Regions from separate parts of the Triticum aestivum genome. Here region 1 is linked to region 2. Evidence: chromatin contacts called from public Hi-C data. All regions are on one chromosome and are shown on one strand. The core of a region is the stretch at or near the end of the contact, and the rest is flanking DNA. Distances in the headings are between cores, read along the strand shown. Region 1 has its middle 31 kb from the start of LOC123055296. Region 2 holds the start of LOC123055293 (FT-interacting protein 7).

Region 1 (4,701 bases), core at 1,016-3,515, 110 kb after region 2:
TATCACCAACCAAACAACCACTTGAAACCGTTCACACGTCCCTTCTTTATTCCGAACCTCTGATCGAACTTTGCAAAGCAGACAATTCCCAGCCAGAAGAATCTTCGCCATGAATGATGAGCTCCCATCGTCCTGCTCTGTCTACTAGCACCAATTAAGTACTGCAACATGTGTCTCAAGAAAGAAAGAAAAAACGTGCACCTCTAACACCGGCAGCACAATCAGCAAAACAAATTATAGTATATTGAATGGTTGGATTAGTGGAATATTTGTGCATGGGGTTGTAGCTCAAATTGTAGAGAGCTTGGTTAGTGCATGCAAGAGGCAAGGGTTTGATACCTCCCATCTCGAGCTAATTTTTAATCGCTCATTTTCCCCTGAATAAATCACTAATTAAAGAGTACTCATTCCAAATATCACTCCCACATTGCCAGGTTGCGACAAGTGGCACGCTATCAATTGTCGCAACCTGAGAGTTTTTCTTTTTCCGCAGATTCGTTTATTAAAAGTGTTTTATCTCTCAAACCGTGCGTCCAAATCTCGAACCCTTTTCACCGTTCGATCCATCGCGTCGAGATCTTTAAAACTAGATCTCATGTTGATAGGTTTCGATGAACTTTTGTTTTGACGTAAAAAGAACAAAAAAAACAAACCGGAAGCATTTTTTTTTCACTTTCCGAGGAGGCATTGTTTTTTCCTTTTCCGAGAGGCACGGCCGTGCCTCTCGGGGAAGCAAATCTATGCCTCCACGAGAATCAATCCATGCCTCTCGCGGAACAAAAATAAATAAAATGGGTTTTTTTTTCTTTCCGAGAGGCATGACCGTCCCGCTCGCGGAAACAAATTCATGCCTCCATGAGAAGTAAATCCGAACCTCTCGTGGAACAAAAAAACGCCTTTTTTCCTTTTCTGAGAGGCAAGATCGTGCCTCTCGCGGAACCAAATCCGTGCCTCCACGAGAAGTAAATATGTGCCTCTCGCGGAACGACAAAAAAAACGCATTTTTTTTCCTTTTCGACAAGTACGATCGTGCCTCTCGCGGAAGCAAATTCGTGCCTCCAAGCGAAGTAAATCTGTGCCTCTCGCGGAAAGAGGAAAGAAAACATGTTTTTTCCTTTCCAACAGGCACGACCGTGCCTATCGCGGAAGCAAATTCATGCCTCCACGCGAAGTAAATCCGTGTCTCTCGTGGAAAGAGAAAAAACGTGTGTTTTTCCTTTTCGAGAGGCACGACTGCGCCTCTCGCGGAAGCAAATCCTTGCCTGCACAAAAAGTAAATTTGTGCATCTCGTGGAAGGAGAAAAAAGGAAACAAATTTATTCACACACAAAAATAATTTCCAAATTGTAAGAAAATCCTTGCAAAAATAGAAAATCAAAAAACCACAAAAATCATCTAAAAGCCAAAAACATGTACAGAAAAATAAAAGAATCCGTTAGAAGCGCCCAGAGCGCAGCACGTGGCGGCGGCTGAGAGCGCGCCAAGTGGCACGCTCCCGGCCCACACCAAGTGACATGTGCGGAACTCCCAAAGGAGTACTTTTCAACTAGTTGCTCTCATTTTCTTCCTTCAAAATTAAAACCTTAATATGACGGTTCCTATGCTGATTCTTGGCCCTATAATTGGACTGGAGGGTGCAATCTAGGCCTAGTATCGCCGAGCTGAACAAGCACCAAATTAATGGAGCCTACAGCCTAGCGGAGCCTCCTATATAGCGCGGTGCGCGCCAGGGATCGTGCGGACGCGCACTCAACACTTCCCCTGGCGTGTCAGTTCGCCGGCCCATTTGATGGGCTTTGGCGCCCCTTTTTTTCTTTAATTTTTCTTTTTTTATTATGTTTTTATTTTATTCTATGTTCAAATAATTCGGGATTACAAAAAAAGGTTCTAATATTTCAACAAATTATGAATTTTTAATTGTCAAAAAGAGTTCATGAATTCAAAAAAATTCTAATGAATGTTTTTTACTTCAATTAACAATTTTTACTTCAATTAACAATTTTTTTGAATTCGATGAACAAAATGTTCGCGAATTTGATAAGAAAATTCGCACGAAAAAGTGTAAAATTAAAAAAGAAGAAAGAGAAATAAAAATTAAAAATTAAAAGAAAAATTAAAATAAAAGGGAATGATAATAAACATAAAAGAAGAAAAAGGAAAGAAAAAGCGAAAGGAAAGGAACCAGAAATTGGGCCAGGGCATTAGCGCCGTATAGGATTCCCTGGGCTAGGGTGTAAGCAGTGACGCCAGTTTTAAGGGACGCGGCTATGTATTGCTTGACGCGAGCGTTAGCGCTCACTCACGTCATGGTTCGCCATAAATGTGCTGGCCCAGGTAGGCAGTGCTTCACATTATTGCTTTATGTTTTTCTCTATTGCTTATATTTCGAAAATGGGTAAATATATCTATTATCAAAATCACCGTACATACCAAAATGAATAGTGTTAATCAATCATTTTTTAAAATGATAATCTTGTATAAAAAGAAGAAATAAAAATATATATGTGTTCTAAACCAATACCATTTATTTAAAAAAACATAAATATGTGTTTGAAAATTTGAAGCATGTATTAAAATATACTCCATTTAAGATGTATTCCAAGAATGTACTATGTGCATCAAAAACTCTAAACATCAAAAACATAGATGTTTAAAAAGTTAATCAAGTATTTCAAAAATGGTAATCATGTATGCGGAAAATGTAGAATGTGTCCGGAAAAAGTAGACATAATAAATATATGTTTAACCATAAATTTAATCATGTATATTGAAACATATTCCTCATGTATGCGTAAATGTAGAATGTGTATGGAAAAAGTAGCCATAAAAATATTTTTTCAACCAAAAAATTAATCATAAATTACAAAATGTTAAATGTGTGTATAAAAAATGTTCCTCGTGTATAGAAATGATATACAATGTGTATGAGAAAAACAGACATAAAACATATATTTTTAAAATAATCATCTATTAGAAAAATGTTAAATGTGTATACGAAAAAATTATACGTGTATATAGAAAATGTTCGTGATGTAAACACAAAATCCAGAATGAATATGACAAAGTTAGACATCAAAATATCTATATTCTAAAAAAATATTAATGGATTTAGAAAAATGTTAAACATGTATATGAAAAATGTTAAATGCATATATGAAAAATGTTCCTGATGTCTACAAAAAATATACAATGGATATGCCAAATATGTAGACATCAAAGAGTATGTATTCAGAAATAATAAGCAATGTATTAGAAAAATGTTCATGCTTTATACAAAAAGAACAAAAATAATAATAAGAAGAAGAAGAAAACTGGCCATTAAACGAAGAAAATGAAGAAAAATAATGAAAACATAAAAACTATGAACAAGAAAACAATCTCAATGGTTCCAAAAACATAAAAACCAAAGAAAATATCCAAAATAATCGGGGAAAACGGTGAAAAGAAAGAAAACAAAGAATGTCAAACGTGTATATAGAAAATGTTCCTGGTGTAAAAGCAAAATACAGAATGTATATGAGAAAATTAGGCAAATGTTAAAGGCATACCTGAACGATGTTCCTTATGTCTACAAATCAAATATAATGTATAAGCCAAAAATTTAGACATCGAAAAGTATGTATTAAGAAATATTAATTAATTTATTAGAAAAATGTTCATATTTTATACCAAAAGAAAAAGAATAAATTTAGAAAACCGACAAAGGAACAAGGAAAACACAGTTAAATATTGAAAACATAAAAAACAAAGAACAAGAAACAGTCTCGGAGATTCCAAAAACCGATTAGAAGCATTAAGAAAAAACATAAAACGACAGAAAATTCAAACAAAAATCAGGATCAAAACAGTGAAAAGAAAGCGAAACAAATAAAAACTTTGAAACCCAAAGAAAAGAAATAAGTAAAACGAAGAAGAATAGAAAGAGAAGGGAAAACTAGTCAAAACTGAGGAAAACAATAAAAACCAGTGAAAAAAATAGAAAAAAAATAATTAAAATAAAGAAAAGAACCGAAGAAAACAGGTGAAAAAACAAAAACACGAATTTCTTCCTTTTTACAGTTTATATTTTTTCCCTTTTGCTTATATTTCGAACAATTATAAACATCTCTATTGTCAAAAACATTGTACATACATAAATGGAAAATGTTAGCCATGCATTTTACAAATGCTAATCGTGTATAAAAATGTTTTCAAAATGCACAATGTGTATGGAAAAGTGGACATAAAAATATATGCTTTCAAAATGTGAATCATTTAATTTAATTCAAAAATGTTAGTTATGCGTTTTCAAATATTAAACGTGTATTAAAAAATGTCTATGATTTATACCAAAAATGTATAATGCATATCAAGAAAATCTAGACAACGAAAATATATAACAATGTTTAAGTTAATCATGTATTTAAAAAATATTATGTATTTTAAAAATATTTAACTTATATTAAAAAATGTATATGGAAAATGTTCCTGATGTATACAGAAAAAGTATAATGCGCATGGAACAAGTAGACATAACAAATACTCCCTCCGTTCCAAAATAGATGACCCAACTTTGTACTAAAAATTAGTACAAAGGTTGGGTCTTCTATTTTGGAACGGAGGGAGTATATGTTTAAATCACAAAATTATTTATGTATTACAAAAATGTTAAACAGGTATACAAAAAATGTTAAACATGTATAAAGAAAAATGTGACTGATT
Region 2 (4,692 bases), core at 1,385-3,884:
ACGGGTTGAAGTTTCTAGCCTGAACAGGTTTTGTCCTCCCATGCTGATGCCCCACCTGTGCTCTGACAAAAACATCTGGATAGCGGGTCTTATCATGTATGAGAATATCTTGGGCCTCAATTATGTTAACTCGCAGGTACCACAGTCTGGGTGCATGGTAAACTTTCGACTTCATGTGTGTTACGGCAGATGGATCCTCAAGTGTAGCAGCATCTGAATGCCATGCATCAGGAAATGCCTCGTCAGCTTGGGTGCCAATCCAAACCGCCAGCATCAGCTCACCCCTTGACTTGTCCCCATCCTTATGAACAAGCCGGTACCATTCTGGAGCCAGTGGACTGTCAGGGGGCACACGTACTGGCACATCATTCAGATCGAAACGCACCATGCCAACAAAATCATCCCTGACAAGATCTTTGTCTTTGACCAACACTTCAATGACAGAGGCCTGCATGCGTTCTCTAGAGAAAGCAAAGACAGCATTCCACTCAGGGTTCCTCTGCTTCTCAAAGTGCTTGGTTATGCCCCTGTAGTTTCCAACTCTCACTTCCACAAAAGGATCCAGGCTCCCAGTGATGTCCATGTTAGGCAAGTCCCGTGCCTTGACCACACGCACAAACAGATACTGCATTCTCTCCACTAAGTCATAGGTACTAGCATGCTTCTCACCACCAATAACCCGACCACCAACAATCTGTCCACCACCGAGAAAGGGGCTGGTTTCTTTAAGTGCATAGTCCATGGGCTGCTGGGAGGCAGCTGAATACATCCTGACCATCTTGGGCTGTTGAGGTTGAGGTTTCATTTGCTCAACACCATACTTGGAGTTGGAGGGTTGCTCAGCAAAAGAGGCTGGAAGATGGCCATGGTGCTGATGATGCTGTACGTCCTTAGCTATGGTATGCAAGGTTCTCACTTCATCATGCCTGTGCTCCTGATGGCGCTGAGAAGCATTCAGATTAGTACCGGTTATATCAGCAGCAATCTGCTCAGCTTGAGTTGGAGGAGTATTGTTCAAAACAGGGTCCATTGCAGGAAGAGGGTTGGAAGCCCTGATGGAGGGGTCATTTGTGATGTATACTTTGAGGCCCAATTCCCCCTTGACACGGGAGAACATCCCACGCTTCTCCAGTGGATAGTGCATGATGACAGCATCGGTGAAGGGCACGAATGAGGTCCCAGCGATCCTGACCTTGCCAAGGAATGACCTGGAGCCTTCGACAGACTTGTGGATGTTGTAGACATATGCTTCAAGAGCGAGCTCGGGAAGATTTGTTGGATCAGAGACGTTGAAGTAGAAGCGCTCGTTCCAGACGGGGTTCAGGTCCTTCTCCTTGATGGCCGTGCGGAACCGCTGACCATCAAAGGTAAGCTCGACGCAGGCGCTGGCAGAACCTTGCCCGTCCTTGGGCATGAGGTCATGAGCGCTTGCGACCTCCACACCCAGCTTATACGACGCCATGGCTTCTGGTGATGTTGTGATCTACTGCTCTGTTCTGCACACATGAAAGAAAAGCACAGTTAGCGCCACTACCAAATGCTACAAAGTGGCCACCACAGCCAAATAAGCATACATAAAAAGTAGAACACGGTTAGGTAGCACCCTGGCAAATGCAGCATTTTATCTGGCACGGCCAAATAAGCATACATATAAAGAAAAAGCAGTTAGGTAGCACCATGGCAGATGCTACAAACTTGAGTGTCACATCCAAATAAGAATAAAACCCAGGCTTAACAAGAAAAACGTATATGCTGCAAATCACTAAAGCGTCGCAATCGCACTCGCATAACCACCCACTCCATAGATCGCCCCTGATCTACAGAAGAACCAGTGTGCTCCGGCTCCCCAAAGGGTGCGGCATTATTTCTATTTGCATGATGAAATGAGAATCTCGGCAGGAGCAGTCCACATCAAGCCTAGACATCCAATCCACAGGACTAAACTAAATTTGCATCCAAGTCAGCAAACAACCTCTAACGCTGGCCTCAGACAGACTGCGACGCATCGGAGCTCACATCAGAGCTGAAGGCGACATACGCACACAGATCTAACCTGTGGATAAGCAGCAAATAAAAAAATAAATTCCCGAATCAGGGAGCCACGACAAGCGCATCAACCTTTTGGCGAAAAGCCAGACTAGTTTATTATTGAATCACAGAATCAAAGGGCGATTCGTGGATTTAGCACGGCAGCGCCGCACCTAATGGATCCGCAGGCATATGCAAAAGGGCCGCTGGCGCTCTGGGTTTACTTTCCGCCGCGCAGCGAACGCGGCGGGGCCTTAATAAACCCCCGAGAAACCCCGGGATTCGGCGCACCGGCGGCGAGCGGACACTGCGAATCGAGGCGGGGCGGAGAGGGGCGAGGGCCGGGGCTCACCTCTGGAGCTGGAGACGCCCAGATCCGGGCGGATCTGGCCCAATGCAGCCCGAGAGCGCCGGCCGACGGAGCCGCGAGCGCGCTTCAGTCCGCCGCCATGCTGTCCGTCAGGTAGGGGGGGCCGTACGGGAGGGCGGCCGACGGAGGAGGGGATTCGGGGGAGGCGGAGGCGGGGGCGGGGGCGGAGGGTCTGGCTGGGTTTTGCGTGGCGTGCGGGGGAAAGACGGGAGCTTTGCGTTGGGTGTGAGCGAGTGAGGAGGAGGAGGGCTCTCTTGCGTGGAGTCAAGAGGAGGAGGAGGAGAGCGGAGACGCGTGGGTGGGGGAGGCGTGGGTCGGTCGCCGTCCTCGTCCTCGTCCTCGTCCTCGTGCGCCGCGCCGCGTCGGTTTCGGGTTCAGGCTCGCCTCGGGCTCTTTGCGACGCAATTTCTCGCCTCTTTCCCTTGTTTTGCCTGCCTCTCGTCGGAATTCGAAATAGCTGCGGGCCCGTTGGGTCTGACTTGACCAACGGACGGCAGCTGGCCCGTTGGGTCTGACTTGGCATGCTAGTTTTTTTTTTAAACTACCACGTTTCGTGGAAACGTGCCTACAAACTACGACTCTATAAATTTGTGCGGAAAACTATCGCTTTCTCATTAATCCTTGACTAAAAACTATCATGTCTGAAAAGAGCCCGATTTGGCTCTTTTAAACGCGTTTCTGACCGGTTGGGCCCACACATAAGCGGGCTGGACGCGTTTCAGACATGGTAGTTTTTAGTCAAGGATTAATGAGAAAGTGGTAGTTTTCGGCACAAATTTACAAAGTGGTAGTTTGTAGGCACGTTTTCACGAAATGTGGTAGTTTTTTGTTAAATACTCACAGTGCTACGCTATGGTGTGTAGTACTGCCTCCACAATTGGTCCAAGTTATCAAAGCTTAGCCGGACTTGGCAAATCCAGCTACTCAAACACCACGGGCACTGACCGAACATCCTTCAAATGTTGCGGCCCACATCCACATACTGCAAATTCCGATCCTTAAATCCATGCAATCCATCACATCGATCATACGATATAAATTGTTCGATTTTCAAAGTTCGAAACAAAGCAAAGCAAATCCTAGCTCAACAAACCAGACATGCCAAAATGAAATCAATGTCCGACCGTGACGGATGGCCTCGGATCATTGGTCGGGCGCCTGCTCCGAGCGGAATGCGTCGTGCTCCAGGCGGAATGCGTCTTGCTCGTCCTTCTCTGCCTGCATCCGGGCTGCTTCCTCCGCTTGCATCCGGGCCGCATCCGCCCTCGCCGCCTCGTACTTCCTACGGTCATTGATCTCTATCTTCTTGTCCGCAAGACACTTTTTTGCATGCTCATCCAAGAGGGTTTTGTCCGCCAACATGATCATCGCATCTTCCACGTCCCGTGCGAGTTGCAACCTCTCATTTCTCAAGCTCTATGTCACCAAATGTCTTGGTCTTCTCAAGTTTCCATTTGATCGTCGTTTGTTCCTTCTCCAACTCGATCTTCTCCCTCTCAATTTCGAGCTTCTTCTCCGTCCTCTTCCAGCCCCACTACATCCTTTCTTTTTGCGCATCCAACATGAGCTTGTACCTCTCCTACTTCTTGTTCTCCCTCACAGAAAAAATGCATGTCCATGTGGACGGCATTTTGGTAGCCGCGGCATCACGGACGGCACGTGCCTTCTCCTACTTGTTTCACGTGACTTGGCGGTTATCCTTTGGCACGGTGGCTTTTTCATTCGTCATGACAACATCACCCTCTTCATCGTCCAAGCCAATTGATTGGTTGGAGCTTGAGCCATCATTCCTCTTCTTGCCGGACTTGAGATCGGCCACAAGTTGGTTCCACTTTAGCTTGCCACTCAATATGACCCAACAATGGCTAAAAGCAAATGGCTTCTTCTCCACCTCGTGATACAAAGTGGCCGCAACCACCGTCTAGCAAACAACATATGTATGAGCACGAGAACGCAAACACAAGAAGCATATGCAAATGACGACAAGATGAAGAAATTGAGCTTGCGTGAGTTGCGACTCCCATCCCACTTTAAGGGCGTTTGGTCACTTGTGAGTAGTAGCCGACGTACTTGTTCACTTCCCCTTGAATGATCCCCTAACGATGTTGGAGAGATGCCACATTGCGGGTGGTCATGATAGGATGTGGCTTCACATACTCCTTTTGTTCGTGATACCCCTTCCAAATCTTCGTCCAATACGTGTTCCCCTTTTGCTCGGTGCCACATATTGGATCTAACATTGTGTCCAACCAATTTTTGACCAACAAGATGTCCTCAAATCTTGAGAATGTCGG

The links. A called contact is a pair of places that touch in the nucleus more often than the background predicts.
Region 1: a contact with region 2 is called in a Hi-C map of leaf, with 5 times the contacts expected there. The contact joins the enhancer-like site here to the promoter of LOC123055293 in region 2. A contact is called at or near these places in 2 of 5 Hi-C or Micro-C datasets (both in leaf).

Annotation. Positions count from the first base shown.
Region 1 is chr2D:642,780,041-642,784,741 of IWGSC CS RefSeq v2.1, forward strand. No RefSeq gene overlaps it. Among protein-coding and RNA genes, the nearest start is that of LOC123055296, 31 kb to the right of the region's middle. Within about 2 kb of position 2,266, at least 6 of the 8 cell types and tissues checked have an H3K27ac peak or open chromatin away from gene starts, as enhancers often do. A contact at or near this core is called in leaf, where this site is marked.
Region 2 is chr2D:642,667,164-642,671,855 of IWGSC CS RefSeq v2.1, forward strand. LOC123055293 (FT-interacting protein 7) reads right to left here and starts at 2,635. Exons shown (of 2, transcript XM_044479289.1): 1 at 2,381-2,635; 2 at 1-1,496. The coding sequence starts at 1,462.